Linked DNA regions of Triticum aestivum: region 2 is linked to region 1. The links are chromatin contacts, called in public Hi-C maps. All regions are on one chromosome and are shown on one strand. Each heading gives the region's core, a stretch centred on a gene start, on an enhancer-like site or on the middle of the called end of the contact. The rest is flanking DNA. Distances are from core to core; before and after follow the strand shown. Region 1 holds the start of LOC123188015 (nuclear transport factor 2). Region 2 holds the start of LOC123188019 (ninja-family protein 1).

Region 1 (2,700 bases), core at 148-2,647:
TAAAGAACCCACCCAGAATAATCCGTTGTTAATTCACAGAAACACAGTTTTAAACCCACCAAACCCGACCCCCGCATGGACCGACAAAACCCACAAAAGCCACGCCACGACGCCACGACAAGGACAAGCGTGCACCGAGCAAGCCAAGTTGATTGCAGGGAAAGCGTAAAATAAGAACTTGGAACAATGCCAATAACTATCAGATCCCAGATATAGCCAATGACAATAACTATCAGATTGAGAAAAATTGGATACAGCGTTTGGAACTTGAGCTCATGATTGTTTTCCCAATTTCTCCCAATCATCACACAAAACAATAACCATTTATTCAGCAGACTCAACCTGAGCATATCAACATTGGAAATAAATCAAATCATCAGAAAAGCCAGCTACAACCTCTTTAAGCAAAGAAAATCGACTACCGTTCAGAGTAGCATCCATATAGGAAAAAACAACTCACAACAGGAAAATGATTGAACTTTCAGAACTGAAACAGTAAACTAGATAACAAAATGAACAAACTACACGTCGAACCATCCACCAGACCTGATGCACGTAAGCCAATTGCAATGCAAACAAAGAATGTTCCACGAGGCAAAAGCAATACTAAATGTCTCTGCAGCTCGGTGCCATGATGGAGCACTCCCACCAAAATTCTGAAACCACAAAAGACACATAAGCTATCTATATCTAATGACCACAGCAAGAAAATACATTAGATGACATTTTCGCACACCGTGTCCTGATACTCCAAACCAGTCAACGGACAACATCAGTTTAATAGCGATTGAGAGTATGGACAAAAAAAGATGGCATTTTCACACAAAACATCATTACGTGAACCCCAGCCAGCCAGCAACCCACACAATACGTCAATTCTGTCGTCAAAGGGAGTCCCTTTCCTTCACCCAAGCGCACAAGCCACAAGAAAGCTTGTCCGTAGCCGCTCCGACACCAATTTACATCCAACAAACAACCCAGAACAGCCCGGTGCTAATCCCCAGACGACGCGGTTTAAACCCGGAACCCGCCCAGACCGGCAGCATTACACCGCGCCAAACCCTACCCCCCGCGCAGACCGACGAGGCCCACGGGATCCCTCGAGCCGCGGCACGACGAGGAGGGAGGACGAGCGCGCACCGGGCGAGCCGAGAGCCGGCGGAACGGAACGGAAAAGCGTAAAACGGGAGAGATCGAGACGCGCGCGCGGGGAGAGGGAGAGGGGCGCTACCTTCCGGACGGAGCACGGGCCGCCGCCGCCGCGGACAGCCACGGGAGGGCGGGCGAACCCTAGCGGAGCGGCTGGGCGGCGCGGGTGGCGGGCGGGCGGGGCAGTTGGACTGGACTCGATCGAGGAGGCGGAGCGAGAGAGAGAGAGAGAGAGAGGAAAGGAAGGAGCAGGAGTCGGAGGGGGTTTATAACGGGAAGGGTTTTGGGGGGTGGGGGACGGGTCGCGAATGTTCCCGCTGCGTCTCACTGGCTTCTGGGCCCTCACTCGGCAGCTTGCGGTCGGACTCGGACCGGACCCGATCGCAGCACGCTCGGGCTGCGGCTGGGCTCCGTCGGTCCGACCCACGAGTCCGACCGACCTTTTGTTGCTCCGACCCCGATGTTGCTAGTCTTTGTTTTTTTCTTTTTCTTCTAGAAGAACCCTCCTATCCTGGCGGCGCGGCGGCGGCCGCGCTCCCCTCCCTCACTCTTGACGGCGGCGCGGCAGCCCTCCACCTGACCCTCCGCGTGCTCCGCAGTCGCTTCTCCACCACCAAGCCCGTACGTCCTCTTCTTCTCTCCTGGGTGGCCTACCTCGTGCTCTGGCCTGCATCCAAGCTCCTCCAATCCGCCGCCGCAGCCGTTAGCTTAGCGCCGCCGCCGACGCCTCACACCTCTCGCGCGCGTCGCTTACATCGCCGCCAACCCTGTTCTATCTCGTCGCGGCGTCGCGTCCCTGCTGACCTGCTGTCGCCACCCCGTCCGCAGCAGTGGACAACTGGACATCGGTGTTCGAGGTATGAGCTTTTATTAGTCATACAGCGATTCGTTCCAAAAATTAGTCACACACTGATATGAATGATTAAGCCCAAACTGATGATCCTCCAAATTGTGTGCCGGTGGTCACCATTTTGGCTGGGGTCATAGGCCTCACTACCCTAACTTGCAAAATTAGTAGAAGCTTTGTACATTTGTGGATTAGCATGGTCTCATTTATTGATGTTATTTAGCAGGCTGTTCCTTGGGTCAGGATGAGCTTGCTATCCCAGAATGCGCCCTGGAAGCGCCGAATGGAGACAAGTGGAGTCGATGATGATGGCGATGAGGCACCCGTTGCTTTTGATGCAGAGGCTGGTAAGGAAACCCAAGACAGAGAGACACAGTAAGGATAGGAAGCAAAAGAGGGCTAAGGAGGATCACAATAAGGGTTTGAAGAAAAGGAAGGCCAAGGCGTTGGAAGCCAAGCAGAATCAAGAGGCGGAGGAGATGAGGCAGCTGGAGAGTTCACTGTTTGGGCCGATCTATGCGCCACTGGAGTTTGGCACTGAGCTTGGGGCTGCGGTGTCGGATCATGACAGGGATGGTCCTTTGTTCTTCATGGATCAGTCTGCCGGTAACGATGAGGATGACTTGCCTGTTTATGAGGAGGATTTCGGCAGTGAAGTTGATGAAGTTGAGAAAGGAGGCTGATGAGCGTGTGATCTCGGGCAG
Region 2 (2,700 bases), core at 153-2,652, 680 kb before region 1:
TCAGTGCTTTCCAGTTTTTCAGGTAGACAATTCAAATCATATATGTTTAGCAGCTGCTCGGATAGTGATTAGCCTCAATAATCAGACTCTGACGCTACGTAACTACTGACTAGTAGTGACTAAAAGCTTAGAAGCTGCTTAGAAACATGCCGTAGAAGGCATCTCTCCAGACCCTAGGAGCAACAGCACGGCTCGAAATAATCCCAGAAATGACATCACCCAAAACAAACGCCCCGAAAAGAACACAACAAATCCCATGCGTACGTGGAAGCATCATCAGGTTGTGCAGAAAAGAATTCCCCATTTCTAACGAATTTGGCGAAAAAGAAAAGCATCGGCTGAGCTAGCGTTCTAACGAATCGATCCCGGTAAATCACAATACCAAAGCAAGATCCATGGCAAAGAACACTCGACTTTTTAGATCCCCCCTCTGCCCATGCATCTCCTACCGAAAGAACTACGGTGAGCTCGGCATGACACCGACCTGCATGGATCGCCGAGAGCTTAACAGGCAGCTGGATGAATAATTCGAGCAAGGAAGCGCAATAGAACAGTGGGAATTGCAAGCTGATTGTAGCGAATAGTTGGTGAAAGCATGTGCATACCTTGCTCGGGCATGCTTGAGGAGGGGTTCCCCTGGTCGACGACGGAGCGGCGGAGCTGGAACGCGCTGGGGTAGAGCGGCTCCTGGGCGTCGTCCCGGCTGCTGCTGCCGCCGGACTTGCCGGAGTTCATGGAGGTGCGGCGCTCGAGGCGCTTGCGCTTGGCCTGGAGGCGCTTGAGGCTCTGCATCTCGCGCCGGCGCCACCGCTCCTCCTCGGTCTCGGTGGGGAGCGAGCTGGTGCGCATCAGCGGCGCCGGCGGGGGCGTCGCGGCGGCGAGGTCGTCGCTGGTGCCCGGGAGCGAGCACATGGCGGCGAGGGAGGAGGAGCGCACCAGCCGCGGCTTCTTGGCGTCCCGGCCGGAGTTGGCGCCGAAGCAGCCGCCCAGGGACAGGCCGAGGCTGAGCTCGACCACCTCGTCCGCCTCGCCGGCGCCGCCCCCCGCCTTGTCCGACGCCGCCCCCTTCTCCCCGCCGAACCTGCCCAAGAAGTCCCTCGACGCCATGTCCGTCCGGCAGAGAGAGAGAGCAAGCAATTCCCCGCCGCGAAGCACACGCCAATCCCTCCTCCCCCGAAGCTCCAAGGACGGCCAAATTCTCAGGAACGCCTCGCCATTGCCGCGAATCCGTCCCGCGCGGGGCAATTCTCGGTCTCCAAACCCAGAGGGAAGAACATCACAGCGCCCAGGGAGGAACAAACAATCGACGAGCGCCGGGCAAGCAGAGCCAGTAGAATCGGCGGCAATCAGATCCCTCCGACGCGCGTGGGATCCTCGAGCGAGCGGGAGAGGGAGAGGGGGGGGGGGGTGGAGGATGGGAATGGAGAGGAGAGGAGAGGAGAAGAGAAGGAGGCCTGCGTGTCGCTCTAATCTCCTTCGTTGTTAGACTGCTCCCTCCATTAAACCGAAATTGTTTGGAGACGGGAACAGGGGGGAGCTAGTTGGATGGGACTACGAGCGCATGGAGGCCGGCCACGTGTCGGACAGCGGGTACACGTGTTGGACCCCGACAAGCCCAGCCGGTATCGGGCGGCGCGCGGCTCGGCGCGGCTCGGCTGGGGCCGCGGTTGGTAGTGATGGTACTTGGGGATGTGTGACGTGTCGAGGCCGCGTAGGGGCGTCTGCCTGACACGTTTCGGGCTTCCGGTTCTCAGGGCACGGCTCCCCGTGCGGTGTCACTCCGGAATACTACTTCTGCCTTTTTCTACTTCCTACTGTTTGTATGATTGTATCTATATACGCACCTCCGGTAAATGTTGGTGGTTATAAATAACCTAAAATTTAAAAAGTGGCCGTGCGCTAATTGAAGAAAACGAGCGGCCGAACTTTTTTACCATGCATGAGTTGTATTTTTGTCTGTTAGTGCATGTTGTTATTTGTATTTAATGTGTTTACACTGGTTAGTCCAATTTGAAACAAACAGCTTCACGTACAATTATTTTGGTTTTCCAAATTTTTAAAAAGCCATATCTTTCAAACCGCGCGCCGGAATTCAGATCCGTCTTCACTGTTGAATTTTTTGCGATGAGATCTTTAAAACTAGATCCCCCATGAGTATGTTTCGACGAAATTTTTTTGATGCCAACTTTAACGCTATATTGTGCAACTTCAGTACTGCTTTGTGCAAGTTTAGTACTGCATGGTGCAATTTTTTCAAACCCAGTTTTTTGGAGCTGCATCCACAGTAGTTGTAATTGAACACATAGTAGTTCTAGTTGGCACATACATGGCCACAGAGTTGTACAATCTGATCCGCATAGTCGCATATGAATTGTCATAACTTGTAATGTAGTCTAGTTGCACACACATTGATGTTTAGTTGGCTTGTAACGTATTCAAGTTGCACACGCATTGATGTTTAGTTGGCAGGAATACTAATTGCACACACATATGCTTAGTTGGCTTGTAATATAGTCCAGTTGCATACACATTGATGATTAGTTGGCAGGAATACTAATTGCACACACATATACTTAGTTGCATACACATTGATGTTTAGTTGGCAGGACACTAGTTGCACACGCATTGATATTTAGTTGGCAGGACTAATTACACACACATATACTCAGTTGACGCGGCAATGTATTCTAGTTGCACAAT

What was found. A called contact is a pair of places that touch in the nucleus more often than the background predicts.
Region 2: a contact with region 1 is called in a Hi-C map of leaf, with 3 times the contacts expected there. The contact joins the promoter of LOC123188019 here to the promoter of LOC123188015 in region 1. A contact is called at or near these places in 2 of 5 Hi-C or Micro-C datasets (both in leaf).

What each region holds. Positions count from the first base shown.
Region 1 is chr2A:139,748,609-139,751,308 of IWGSC CS RefSeq v2.1, reverse strand. It overlaps LOC123188015 (nuclear transport factor 2), which reads right to left and starts at 1,397. Exons shown (of 10, transcript XM_044600044.1): 1 at 1,232-1,397. It also overlaps the pseudogene LOC123188016.
Region 2 is chr2A:140,428,462-140,431,161 of IWGSC CS RefSeq v2.1, reverse strand. LOC123188019 (ninja-family protein 1) reads right to left here and starts at 1,402. Exons shown (of 2, transcript NM_001426803.1): 1 at 606-1,402. The coding sequence starts at 1,107.